3 separate regions of the Mus musculus genome follow, and all the other regions are linked to region 2. A link is a contact called in public promoter capture Hi-C data. All regions are on one chromosome and are shown on one strand. Each heading gives the region's core, a stretch centred on a gene start, on an enhancer-like site or on the middle of the called end of the contact. The rest is flanking DNA. Distances are from core to core; before and after follow the strand shown. Region 1 holds the start of Cxcr1 (chemokine (C-X-C motif) receptor 1). Region 2 holds the start of Zfp142 (zinc finger protein 142). Region 3 holds the start of Cdk5r2 (cyclin-dependent kinase 5, regulatory subunit 2 (p39)).

Region 1 (4,667 bases), core at 1,281-3,780, 390 kb after region 2:
AAGAGCATCTAGTGAGCATCTGCTGAGCCATCTCTCCAACCCCTATTTGTTTGTTTATTTATCTACTGTTTGGTCTTTTGAGACAGAGTCTTTCTAGGTAGCCCTGGCTGACCTGGAATTTACTATGTAGCTCAGGGTGGCCTCAAATTTATGATAACGTCCCGCCTTCGCTCCTGAGTTCTGGGATTATAGGTGTGCACTACTATATGTGGTTTAAAATCTGAGTCTTAGACAGACCTTGACCCCTGTCTTAGTTAGGACCCTTTTAGAGTGGTGCAGTGTGAGGTGTACTCCATGAGTTTCGAGAGAAACAGCATTTCGTTGACAACCCTTGGCAGTCACATGCTGTGTTTCCTGGCAGAGGACAGGTCCAAAGGCGAATTGGAAAGGGGACCTTTGCTCTCTAGCTGCAGACAGCGCAAAGCAGGAGCCTCCCCTGCAAACGCATTGTCACAGCATAGTGGAACTCACAGTGTAGTGGGAAAAGGTTTAGGAGAGTTCCCGCTTCATCGCTGTTTCTCTGAGAGAAGATTGTGACTAAAAGCAACCCAGGGGAGGAAAGGATTTATTTTGCGTACAGGTCCTGGTCCAACCCTGAGGGGATTCAGGGCAGGATCTTGAACAGGGGTTTGAGGCAGAAACCACAGAGGAACACTTCTTGTTGGCTCACTCACAGGGCCGTGGCTGGCTGGCTTTCATTAAACATTCTTTAGTTTCTGAAACTGAAGGTTTCATTTTTATTTGGAAAAGAAGGATTATGGTATTGAAATGTACACAAGATAATAGAGGGCATTTTTACCGTGGGAATTATAAGCATAAAATTATAACAGGCAATAAGCGTGAAAATGTTAAATTTTAAACGCAATTCTTTGTAAACCACTTGCAGGAAAAGTTCATCTTGACATGCATAGAATAGGCAATTTTGTGTACGTGGGTGTTGTGCCTGCACGGACATCTGAGCACCGTGTGCATGTGCTGCCCTCAGAAGCCAGCAGAGGGCATCAGATTTCCCCTGAGACTGGAGCTACAGACCTTTTGAAGCTACCATGTGGATGTTGGGGACCAACCTTGAGTCCTCCAGAAGAGCAGGCCATGTTCTTTTATTTGTTTGTATAATGTTTATGAGCACACTGTCGCTGTCTTCAGACACACCAGAAGAGGACATCGGATCCCATTACAGATGGCTGTGAGCCATCATCTGGTTGCTGGGAATTGAACTGGGAATTGGAAGAACAGTCAGTGCTCTTAACTGCCGAGCCATCTCTCCAGCCCACAGTCTGTGCTCTTAACCCAGTCAGCCATTTTTCCATCCCTACCAAGTTTTCTTATACAGACCAGGGCCACCTGCTTGGGGATGGTGCCTCCCACAGTGGGCTGGGCCCTCCTACATCAATTAGAGATCAAGACAATCTTCCACAGATATGCCCACAGGCCTGTCTGATCTGAGAAATCCCTCAATTGGGATTCCCTTCTCAGATGACTCTAGGTTGTGTTTAGTTGATAGTTCAAACTAACCAGTCCACTGAACCCTAGGAATAAAGTCAGGGGTCAGCTGTGAGTTGCTCAGGGACTTCTCAGGCAGCTTCCTAAAGAAGCTGTCCTTCAGTACCAAATGGGGAGCAGTAATGGCATCACCCCCAGATGGTCTTTCACTGTTTTCCCAGCCCTCATGATCTTCTGATAGACTTCAGGGAAGGAGTGGCCATGCCCCAAACCTCAGCTCTACTGTAACCAAGCAATAATTGGAAGTAAAAGAGAGTGTAAAGGAAAGGTTTTCCTTCCAAAATCTCTACCACATGACCCTAAAGATGCCTATAAATATAAGTGAAAATGGCGTGCTTATAGCTGGGCATAGTGGTGTATACTTGTAATGCCAATATTTGGGAGAGAGATGAAGGTTTATGGACTTAAGGTCAGCATGGGCTATGAGAGACTCTGTCTCAAAACAAAACAAAACAAAACAAAACAAAACAGCAAGCATTGGGGTTGCAGGTGTAGCTCAGCGGTAGGATACTTGTCCCAGCATGCACTGGGTCCTGGGTTCTATTCCAGCACCAACATAAATGTCTGCGTGCTGTCCAAACACAGCTTAAGTGTAGACCCTACCACCAGCTTTCCGCTAAGTTCTCCTTTAGACTCCCTAAGTCTTTCCCACCGTGGACTTCTGAAACTTCTGTTATAGGAAGTCTGTACTGCCCCCTTTCTTATTCCCCTTGGGAAGTTAGAAACTTCTCAAGGTAATCTATTAGGAAACTTAGGGGTGGCACGTGCAGGTAAATTCAAGAAACTGAAGATGGTAGAAGTGATCATCTATGGAGGGAAGGAGTTAGAGAGAACACCCTTAACTGCAGGGTCACCCTGCTAAGCCTACGGAACTCAGAATCTCTGATACTGCCGGGCCCCATGACTTCATCTGTACCCAAATGCAGATGTGGGCGGGGCTCTAGGGGGAGGTGTGGTTTCTCCCTCTTTCTTTTATTCATCCAGTCCCTTCGGTTGTTTGATCATTCTGTTTCCTGAGCTGCAGGCTCCTCCCGCACACAAGGAACGGACCCAGCTGGTGCCTCAGGTAGGACGCCTGTGTCAGCTGTGTGTCAGTCCACATGTTGGGGTAGGAAGGCTTGGTCCAACTTTATTTTAGAAAACACACTGGTTTCTGTGGGACTAAGGGATTTCTGATAAATGGTTTCTTGTCCCCTCACTGTGTCTAGGTACGCAACTCTGACTTCCTAGGTGCTTACGGTCACAGCCCCCCTCCCCTCAGCCATTGCTTTTTATTGCTTTCCTGTTATGTGGCTGCAGTGAACAGTTTCCTGGCTCAGTGTTGATTGCTTCTCTCTAACCTTCATCTTCTGTGAAGATGCAAACTCTGGCACTGAGAGAGCATCCCAAGGGGTAGGGATGTGGTTGCCCTTGCCATAGAATCCAAGGCCTGGAAGCTGGGAGAGCTCCCTATCTTCCCACAATCTGCAGTTGATAAGTGGAAATCTTTGGGGATTAAAGGCCCCAGGTAAGGTAGCCATTGAGAGTGGGCATTAGGTAACTGTATCCTCATCTTAAACTCAGTTAACTTCTAAATACTTCCAGATTACAGAGCCCTGGTGTTGGGTAGAGGTGCACACGTGTTCTCATGTCTCAAGTGTGTGTGTGTGTGTGTGTGTGTGTGTGTGTGTGTGTGTGCAAGTGTGCAGGACTATATACAGAGGCCAGAGGCTAGAGGACAATTTTAAGGAGCTGGTTTCCTTCTTCCATCATAGATTCTGGGAGCAAACTCAAGGTGTCAGGCTTGTGTGACAAGCTCTGCCGAGGTATCTCACCAACCCTTGACATGCATTTAAAATTTTTCTATTTCACGCTTAATGTGTGTGTGAGCTTAGGTGTGGAGGCCAGAGAATAACCTACATGAGGTAGTTCTTTCCTTCTACCATGTGGGCTCTGGGGATCAAGTTCAGGTTTTCGGCTTGGCAGCACGCAGGCACCTCACTGAATCATTGCTTTGGCCTCTTCTGTGTGCTTTTGACGCGATGTTTACAACTGTGAAAGCTGGAGACAATCTCATCAGAAGACAAGGCGCAGAGTACAGTGTAATGTAATCTGAAGTTATCACCTCTTTCTCCAGGTAGGTTTTAAGAAAGGCAAACAAGGGGCTGGGGAGATAGCTCAGTGGTTAGGAGCATGGAGTGCTCCTGAGGATTTGGTTCCTAGGACCCACTTTGGGCAGCTCGCTACTCCTGGTAGCTCCAGTTCCAAGGGATCAGATGCCTTCTTCTGACCTCTACATATAGACACACAGACAAGTTCATATGCACTTATACATAAATAAAAGCAATGAAAAATAATATGTCTTTACAAAAATTGCAAACAATAATGAGGGGGCATATATAAGACATAAGGTTGGAGGGGACGCCCAGATACACCTTGCCTCCTTCCGTTTGCTGTGTGCTGGCTCTTCCCTGAGTGTAAGAACAACCTGGTGACTGTATCTGAACCCAGGGGCGTGGCTGAGGACAAAGATGGTTAAGAGGAGACAAGGAAGAGCTGGGCATAGAGTTGAGAACTGTAGAGCCAACTGAAGGCAAAGGTATCTCCCATGGGTTTTATTCTATACTCAGACTGACTGTCCAAGGACTTTGACAGCATTAGGAAGCTAACCTACCAAAGTTCAAGTTGAAGGCAAAGGGGGTGAACTTTGGTTGTCAAGGCAACAGAGAAGCCAATACTACCCCCTCAACACTCACAACACTTGAATTTGGTTACTAAATCTTATCTCTCTTTCTTACCTTTCACCTAGATCAAACAATGGCCGAGGCTGAATATTTCATCTGGACTAATCCTGAGGGTGACTTTGAGAAAGAATTTGGAAATATCACGGGAATGCTGCCCACTGGAGATTATTTCATCCCCTGTAAGAGAGTTCCAATAACCAACAGGCAGGCTTTAGTTGTCTTTTATGCACTGGTGTCCCTTCTGAGCTTGCTGGGAAACTCGCTGGTGATGCTGGTTATCTTATACAGGCGAAGGACCCGATCCGTCATGGATGTCTACGTGCTGAACCTAGCCATCGCCGACCTACTCTTTTCATTGACCCTGCCCTTCTTGGCTGTCTCCAAATTGAAGGGCTGGATTTTTGGCACACCCCTGTGCAAGATGGTCTCACTCCTGAAGGA
Region 2 (4,712 bases), core at 322-2,821:
GATTGTCTTTAAGGGCCAGAACAAAGTCTGAAAATGGCATCTTGAAAAGAAGCAGCACAGATGCTTATAGGCTCTGAGGCACTGTCAAAACCGAGGGATGGATTGTAGCAGAACTGGAAGAAAGCATAAGACTAGTATAGAAACTAGACCAGTCAATCTTGCTCCGCTCCCTCCCACAGAAGCAAGATGGACAGGTCAGCAGGACTGTGTTTCAGTGGAGTAGGAATGGTGTTGGAATGCCACAGCAAACACCCCAGGCTCTTCAATCCATTTTGCTCTTCAGTTAGACCTTTTGCCAGAAGGCCATTTTGGAGAGTTTCTCAATTCCAAAAAGCAATGTACCCAGCTCCACATCAGGATACTAGAAAGGCAAGACTCTGGTCCCTGGCAAGAGCTAGACAGAAGGGTCCCCACTGAATGGAATCGGCAAAGGTGATTTTTCCATTGCTCTGTCAATGACCACATGCCTTACCATCAGAAATGTCTTTCAAATATCCTCTCCCTTACACCCCGTTCCTAATGTCCTGTACAGACATTTATTACTTCTCACCTAAACTATTTCTTGCAAGTTATTTTGGTTCTTGAGGTGATATTTGAATGGACCTTCAGCACCTGCATCATCCAAACCCACCAATCCCAGACACGCTACAATTCTGTCACTTGTATTCCAGCACCCTTGGTGCCTTGCTCCCATTGGGTTCAAATACCACAGCCGGATACGCAGGGATGCCTACATTAGAATGCGTACCTTTACTAGCAAATCACTACCTACTTCTAGCTCTCTCAGTTCTGTTGGTACCGAATGACCCCCACCCCTTTATTCTAGGCATTCTTTTTCATTGAGATCATATAGTCTACTTCTTCCACGGAGCCTTTTTCTTTTTCTTTTTTTTTTTTTTTGGAGCCTTTTTCAAATTCAACCCAATTAAGATGTGACTAAGCCTAACTTAAGACAATGCCTAAGGGGACAAAATGGCAATTATTTCCAGAACACCTCTCCTTGCAACACTTCTCCACTGCCACTCCTCTGCCTGGCACACCGGCCCACTGGTGAATTGACAGCCGTGACCTCCGCTAAGGCTCGGAGCTGTGATCCAGAATTCCAAAGCACCTTTGCATGGAGAGCCGCTGACGAAGATCTCCTGGCCCCCGGCTCCCGAACCCTGACACACAGCAGCTGACTCCCGGACACCCTATACACAGACCTGCTCGCGCTTCCAGGAACGTGGGAGAGAGAAATCTGTCACTCCGCCCCCTTCCCTCCATGACTCTCTGGCCCTCACACTCGATGGTTTCGCCGGGCCTACGAAGAGGCAGCGCCGCTAGTCCCGCCCCGGACTGCTGCATCTACTTCCGGCCACACCCACCACGGAGTCCTTGCCACTCTTCCCTGCAATTCTCGATGGTTCCGCTTTGGGGCTTCAGAAGGGGGGTACTCAAGGACATAGAGGGGAAACCATAGAGTAGCACGGGCCTTGAAGAGAGACAGAGTGGCTGCCACACGTCAGATTCCTAGAGGCGCCTGGGCCGGGGGCGGCCACATCAAAGGCCCCCGAGGAGCCACTCCAGTCCCAGTCGGACCATAGAGATGCAGCTCCCGCCAGCCCACGGGTAGGAGGTGAGAGAGCGGCTGTCGGCGGGAACCAGGGGAAGTGCGGGCGCTGTGAGCTGAAGGTAAAAGTTTCTCTAGCTCCAGCTTGAGTGGGCCCTGGAGGTGGAGCCCGCGGGAGGAGGTGCTGCGGGGAGCGCGCCGGTGAGAGGGGCGCGGGCGCATCTCTGCTGGACTCGGGCGTCTCAGTCGCGTCACAGCTCCGGGCCCCGCCCGGGTATCCGCTGCCTCTCCTCAGGACCAGAACCGTGACGATGCATCATCCCAAGCCTTGCAGGTTCCAAAACGCCTTTCTCCTCCGCTGTATCTCGTGACTTGGCTGTCGCCCCACAGTGTAAAAGCTGTCGTCGCCGCCGCCTCCACTTTACAGACAGGAAAGCTGAGGTCCTGAGAAGCGAGGCAAGTGCATCGACTCAAGGCTACACGGTGAGTCAAAGCCCAGAGGCGCGTGGGAACTGAGGTGCCTACGCAGGGTTGCCTTGTTCCCCAGGCTTCGGTATCCCTTGCTTCTCCAGTCTCAAAAGCACGTTACTTCTTTCTGGCTCTCTCCTACCTCCTCCCCCGCATCTTCCTGAGGCCATGTGATGGGCTGGAAGACCGCCTAGAGCAGCAATAATTAGTAGTCCGTGGGGGCTGTGATTTCCAAAAAGCCTCGCTGACCACGGAAGTGCACTTCCCTGCCTCCTTCTTGAATTGCTGTCTGTTCCTGCTGTTATGCTTTTTAAAGACATATTTGTTTATTTTATGTATGTGAGTACACGGTTGCTTTCTTCAGACACAGGAGAAAGGGCATCGGATCCTATTAACAGATAGTTGCGAGCCACCATGTGGTTGCTGGGAATTGAACCCAGGACCTCTGGAAGAGCAGTCAGTGCTCTTCATCACTGCGCCATCCCTACAGCCCTCGTGCTGTTTTTACGTGGAGGGATTCTGTAGAATGAGAACTAGCCACTCTCACCTGGCACATACTCAGTGACCCAGTTTTGTTTGAAACAGGGCCTCACTGTTTAGCTCTGTCCTGGAACTCACTATGTAGACCAGGCTGGCCTCAAATTCACAGATACCTGCCTGCCTTTGCCTCCTGAGTCCTGGAAGTTTAAAAAGATTATCTCATTTATTTCAGTCGAGTTGAACAGGACATGCAGTTTAATACCTTTGTTTCTCAGTTGTGTTCCCACTGGAGGCTTTAGTAAGTTAGTGAATTGGAAATTTACCTTGTATTTGAGGAACCACTGGCTTGATACCTTAGTTTAAAAGATCTGGGTTTACTGCAACTCAGCTGGTCCACTAGAATTTCCATTTTGTCTAACTTACCTAGCTTGTTGATGCTTAGGGTCCAGTGAAGTGAAAAATGCCAATAAACTCCTCAAAGCTCCACATTCAGTATTGGGATAGATCATTTGTACAGTGCTTGCCTGGCATGCACAAAGCCCTGGGTTTGATCCCTAACAACACATTTTTTAAAAAGTGTGAGACTAGAGAAATGGCTCAGTGGTTAAGAGTAAATGCTGCTCTTTCTGAGAGCCTGAGTTCAGTTTTCAGCCCCCCAAATCAGGTGTCTGACAAGCACCCCAGCTTCAGGGAGTCCACCACCATTTTCTGGACAGCTGAACTATACATCTAGGAAGGGAGATTGATAGAGAAACAACAGCACAGTGTGGTTTCTGACAGAACTACATACAAAGGCTTTCAGGACAACAGAAAAGAGAAAATTAAGAATGTTAGGACACACTCATAGCAGAAATGTTTGTTTTCTTAAGGAGTATCTGACTAGCTAGACAAGAGATTTTGATGGGTTGAATGGGAGGGGTGAGAAAGTAGAAGGGTCTGTAAGCAAAAAAGTGAGTCAGAGAATGGCAGATCATCAGGTTAGGAGGGCAGAGTGGGAGGGATGCCTGGGGAGGTAGGTCAATGAGGACCATAAGTGAAGGAATCGTATCATATCTATACTGAGGAATAATGAGACCATCGAGTAGTAAGAGAGAGAGCCTTTGACCCCACTCAGTTTTGTTGCCAGGGTTACTTTGCAGGAACCAGAACCTGTAATCTTTAATTTAGTCAGCCTCAGCTTGTTGGTTCTCTACTAATTCTGACTTTTAATCTCATATTTTTGTATTGAATGTTGTTTTGAAAATGTTTAGAATAATAAAGTGTGGCATGTTGCTATAGAAGGAAATGATTAAATGTGTGGGCCAGCTTAAGAGAAATTAAGAGTTCTAACTGTGTGTGTGTATATATATATATATATATATATGTACATATAGCTTTTTTTTTTTTTTTCTGGTTTGTCAGCATTTAGGAGACCACAGCACACAAATCAGTGATAATGACAGACCCTGTGTTGGCATCCCAGCTGGCTAATGGCACTGGGGAGATGGATGGACTGTGCTCTGAACTATTGTTGATTCCCCCACCTCTCTCAAACCATGGAATCCTGGGCCCTGTCCAGAATACCTGTGCTTCTGGGGAGCTTGCACCTTTGCCTGCTGACCCAGGCTGCCTGCTGGTAGAGGCCACAGCTACTGAAGAGGGTCCAGGGAACATGGAGATCATTGTGGAAGCAGTAACTGGAACTCTGTCCCCAGGAGCTCCTGAAGAGACCTCAGGTACAAACATAGTTGCTACCAGGCCAGTGGGACACCGCCTTGAGTTTTTTCATCTGTGCTATTTTTGGTCCTTGTCTTTGAATGTGATGAGAACACAAGGTAGCATGCTATTTTTACACCCTGAGATGCTATAATTTGGTTTGCAGTTGGTGCATGTTGATGGAAGGCTGGCAAGGTACATACAGCCTTGTAACAAACTTGGCAAAGTTTATCCCAAAAGAGTTTTGTGTCTGCTGGGCAGTAATCCAGAACAAGAAACCTTTTTGACACCCCTGCCAGTTTGGCTTGTCCTTGCTCTTACAGTCCTTGGGGAGGCTTTCTTCTGTACTGACCCTAAGCCAGCCAAGGGTTAGGCCAGAGGCCCAGCCTCTTCAACCATCCTGAGTTTGGCAAGGCTTTCCAGAAGAAAGTGCTGTTTCCTTGCTCAAGTCTCCTGTGTATGTATAGCATACACCCAGGGCATGCTGTTAAGAGGGAGGGCATATTATTTAATCCAG
Region 3 (4,232 bases), core at 1,637-4,136, 270 kb before region 2:
GTCTGCAAAGACTGCTCTGGGTGGGCCTGTGACTAAAGCAGCCTCACGGGGTGGGGGTGGTACTCATATCCCAACTGAGAGAGGTAAGCACAGGCTTAGTCAGGCCTGACTAGACTCCTGACTCAATCAATATATGGTGGGAAGAACGGAAAGAAATAAAAACATCATGGCTAGCCAGTTCTGTCTCAAGGGTCACCTCACAGAAAGGGAGACTTCTGTCTCTTTATCATTTGTCCTTAAGTAGCCTGAGTATTAATAAGGAGGTAGGGCAGACAAGATGGAGGCCGGAATTGGGAGGTAAGTTCAGCCTCAACCCTTGGCTTATGATGCTTTACTGTAAAATGAAAGCCAGTGTGGGCAGGTAGCAGGTTACAGATCTCAGGGACCTGACTTTCCCTCCTACCCTACCCCTAACAGTTTCACTCCTACGCCCATTCCTTTCCACCCTCCGGGAACCCAAAAAGAGGCCGGCGCGAAACCATCTGTAGGCGCTTCCAGCGCTTTATAGTTCGCTCCAGGACAGACGGACAGACAGATAGTGCGGCCTGCGCCGTCGGCCCGCATCATTGGCACCTTGGACAAGGCCCCAGGCCCGACCCAGTCCCTGGTACTCTTCCCAGGACGATTCCGGTCCCGCCCAGCTCAGCACCTCGGACAATTCCCTGCCCAGCCCCCTCCCCACCCACCCACCCTCCTGAAACAGCGAAATAAATTAAAGTGTGAGGAGGGGATATAACAAGAAATCTAAAGATAAGGAAGAGGACGCCCCTCCCCCAGATAAGAAGAGTTTTCTTTCTCTTTCTATCCATCCACAGAGAAGACACCACCGCTGCAAGCGGGGTAGTCTACCAGGTTGGATCTTGCCCTCAAATCTCAGCCTCCTAAATGAAGGCAGCAGCCCTTTCCTCCTCAACTCCCAGCATGCAACACGTTGGAAAAGGTGGGGAGAGGCCGTGGGGGTGAAGGAAAGGATCACCCTGATCTTTGCCTGGACAACTGAGACTGCAGTTTCCTGTCCAGTCTATCCAAATTTAAAAAACAAAAACCAAAAAACTAAGGATCTGGGGAAAGGAGTGTAGAGTCTTGGGGATCGGTTGGTGGGGGGTGGGGGGTTGCAGGACGACACAAGCAGAGAGAGGGAAGGCAGACAGGAGGGATGGAGGTGACATGACCGGAGGAAGGAAGAGGAACAAGAAGGGTACACGGAAACATAGGTGCTGGAGAAGCGGGGACCGCAGTGGGGTACCATCAGGCTCGGGGTAAGGTAGAAAAGGGTAAAGCCCAGGGAATGCCAATGGACAGGCGGGGGCGGGGGCGGGGGCTGCAGACAGGAGGTAAGACGAAGACACAGAAAGGTGAGGGACTGGACAAAACCCAGGGTGGTGGACTTTGAGATGCCCACAGCAGGAAAGAGGGAGACCAGGGCAGAAATGGAAAGATGGAGGCGCAGACAGACGGAAAGGGTGAACGAAGTTGGGGGTGCACTTCCCGCGATCATCCCCCACGCCCACCCCACGCCCAGTAAATCCAGACACCGCGGCCTCTGGCGTCCTAGCCTCCACCTTCCCCTGTGGGGCAGGGGCGGCTCCTCCTCGGCCCAGCCTGGGCATAGAGCAGCGGTAATAGCGACGGTGGCTTGATGGTCCCGGGGTTTCCGGGTGTGTGTGAGGGGCTGGGGCGGGGGGCGGGCGCGGCCCCTGGGAATCCCTAGCGGTCCAAGTTCATAGTCCAGTGCTTGGCTCCGGTCGCGCAGCTGTCCCTGGCGCTCGAGGAGGAGGTGGTGGACGCGCTGCTTCCGCTCGGTGGACCCCCGGTGCTCGCCGCGGCCTCGCCCTCGTTCTTGAGGTCTTGAAAGACTTGCGTGAAGAAGTGGGGGTCGGCGTTGAGTCGCAGCATCTGCGGGCTGAGCCGCTGGATGAGGCGCAGGCAGCGCTGCCAGAAGCGCTCCTTGTCGGGCTCCACGAGGAACGGCTTGAGCGGGTAGGAGATCTCGTTGCCCATGTAGGAGTAGGCGAGGTAGAGGCAGGTGAGGAAGGCGGCCTGCAGTTCCGCGGCCGACGCCAGCTCGTCCCCACGAAGCGACTCCCGGCACAGCAGGTACACGAACACCAGGTTGGCGGGGGTAATGAAGGCCTGGTCTTGCCAGCCCTGCAGCAGCAGCGAGCGGTCCACGCCGCGGAACCAGCCCACCAGCTCGCCGGGGCTCAGCTCCTTGAGGCGGTAGCAGCGTCGGCACACGAAGTCGCCGAGGCAGCGGAGCAGCTCGCCGGTAGACGCCTGCACGATGACCCGCCGCGGCGAGCCTCCGGGCGCCGGCGGTGCCGCCTGCGGGGCTGGGGGTGGCGGCGGCGGCGGCTTTCCCCCGCCTGAGCCTGGTGGAGGGGCGGCTGCGCTGCCCCCCGACGGGGGCTCGCAGGTGGCAGCGGTCGTGGGCACCGTGGGCACCGGCACGGCCAGGGGCTTGGCTGTTCCGCCACCGTCGGGGCCGTCGCGGCCCTTGCGGAGAAGGTTCTCGCGGTTGCGTTGCTGGACCAGAGGGTCGGGACCGGTGGACGCTGGCTTGGGCGTCACCTTTTTGCTGCCTTTCTTCTTCTTGGCCGAGGCTGCCACTAGGCGCTTCCAGGTGAGCGCCGAGATGAGCACGGACGGCCGTTTGAGCCGGCTCTCGCCTTTGCCGCCCTTGCCGGCCGGCGGCGCGCCGTAGCCCCCCAGCGCCTCGTCCCCCGCGGGCGGCGCCTTCTTTTTCTCCTCCGGCAGCCCTCCCGGCCTCCGGCCCTTGGCCGAGGAAGCAGGGGAAAGCGACAGCACCGTGCCCATCCTGCAGAGCGGGGCCGGCGCCCGGGCCCCAGCGGGAACCGCGGGCGGCGCCGCTGCTGCTGCAGCCCCGGGGGACCCGGCGGTGGGGGGCCTAGCCCCGGCCCGGGCGCGCGGACGGGCGGGGGATGGAGCCGCTCTGCTGCGCCGCGGCGGCTGCTCTGAGCCGAAGCTGCGCCAGCTGCAGCGTCAGCCCCACCCCTTGGGCCCCTTCTTTCGCCACGCCGCGCCCCGCCTCACGCAGCCAATCCTGACTCTAGTTTTCTTTGATCGGCAGCTCCTCTAACCAATAGGATGTTGCATACTAATCTACTGTACCGCCTTACCCACCGCCTGGAGTCTTCAGTCCCTTACCTTTTCCCAAAGGGGGAAAAGGGGGGAAAGGAGGAAAAGGAGAGAGGGGGTGTGTGTGATTCTGAGGTCTCTTTTTCTGGCTGAGCAGGGGGTTGAAGTGAGGTGAAAATGGTCCTTCCCATCTCTTCCTCCAGATCCCAAGACCATGGGTCTGAATGTTTTGATACACTGTGATACACTGGGTCCAAGCCGCAGTATAGAAGCCATGGGAACAGCCTATCATTCGCTCACCTTTGAGTTTGTTTAGTGGGCAATATGGCAGCTTGCCCTCATCGAGACACCCCAGTTGCACCTTCCGGCTTCGCCCATCTGGATGTCCGCTTGCTATCCTCTTCATCGCCCCCCCCCCCTTGGGGACGGGGGTAGGGTGGGGTGGAGGAGACTGCTGCAGGCTCATTCCTGATCTGTAAGAGAATGCTAGTGTGTGAGACTCTGAGCAACCGAGCAAATGCACCCTTTCTCCTTGGCAGAGGGAAGGATGTGTGTCTTTGCTTCACGGAGCAGGAACAGGGGGAAGTCTAAAGACAACCTAATGAGTCTGTACTTGATTCCCTGCTTCTGACTCTGACCCCTGGACAGCTCATTTTTGATTGGTTGTCCCAACAACACATTCATCTCACCCTTGCATGCGTGATGGATGGTTGGACTCCAGGGAACTCTGGAAATTGGTTTAGTTGAAGGCCCCAGTCTGGGGTCTACTGTGTGGAAATCGGTTGGCTCAACTTCCAGTCAAGATCCGGGGTCCTAGTTGAGATGGATTTTAACCAGTAGACAGCTTCCTTGTGCTCAGACTCTAGCTGTTCCCACTCCAGCTGCCAGCTATTATACTGGGAGCTGCCGGTTTCTCTGGACCCCTCCATTCCTGCTACGGACCACATAGGCCTTGATCCCAGACTTTGAGCCTTATCGGCAGGTTGTGAGAACCGCTTGTCCTGGGCCACTTCAGTGTGTCTTGTAGGACCCTCCAGTCTGCTGTCTGTGGCTTCCCTTCCAGGAGTCTTAGTGAACCTTAGGCATTGGTGTGGGGGTTTGGTTTGGTGGGCAGAGAGGTAACTATCCATTCT

What was found. Capture Hi-C pulls out chosen DNA fragments and counts their contacts.
Region 1: a promoter capture Hi-C map of liver shows a contact between it and region 2. The contact joins the promoter of Cxcr1 here to the promoter of Zfp142 in region 2. A contact is called at or near these places in 2 of 39 promoter capture datasets (the 3T3-L1 cell line and stem cell-derived epiblast-like cells), 1 of 484 Hi-C or Micro-C datasets (CD4 T cells), 3 of 115 datasets of contacts at active chromatin or transcription factors (the 230-238 cell line, effector CD8 T cells and memory CD8 T cells) and 2 of 9 other capture datasets (adipose tissue and liver).
Region 3: a promoter capture Hi-C map of pancreatic islet shows a contact between it and region 2. The contact joins the promoter of Cdk5r2 here to the promoter of Zfp142 in region 2. A contact is called at or near these places in 4 of 39 promoter capture datasets (cranial neural crest, maxillary cranial neural crest, neural stem cells and 1 more), 4 of 484 Hi-C or Micro-C datasets (cortical neurons, embryonic stem cells and rod photoreceptor) and 3 of 9 other capture datasets (adipose tissue, liver and pancreatic islet).

The regions. Positions count from the first base shown.
Region 1 is chr1:74,192,494-74,197,160 of GRCm38.p6, reverse strand. Cxcr1 (chemokine (C-X-C motif) receptor 1) reads left to right here and starts at 2,530. Exons shown (of 2, transcript NM_178241.4): 1 at 2,530-2,569; 2 at 4,292-4,667. The coding sequence starts at 4,300.
Region 2 is chr1:74,584,887-74,589,598 of GRCm38.p6, reverse strand. It overlaps Zfp142 (zinc finger protein 142), which reads left to right and starts at 1,571. Exons shown (of 9, transcript NM_001310668.1): 1 at 1,571-2,035; 2 at 3,902-4,215. The coding sequence starts at 3,936. It overlaps Bcs1l (BCS1-like (yeast)), which reads right to left and starts at 1,310. Exons shown (of 8, transcript NM_001305652.1): 1 at 1,206-1,310; 2 at 1-113. The coding sequence starts at 40.
Region 3 is chr1:74,853,683-74,857,914 of GRCm38.p6, reverse strand. It overlaps Cdk5r2 (cyclin-dependent kinase 5, regulatory subunit 2 (p39)), which reads right to left and starts at 2,886. Exons shown (of 1, transcript NM_009872.3): 1 at 183-2,886. The coding sequence starts at 2,817. The coding sequence ends at 1,708. Gm16582 (predicted gene 16582) reads right to left here. Exons shown (of 4, transcript NR_151618.1): 2 at 3,400-3,572.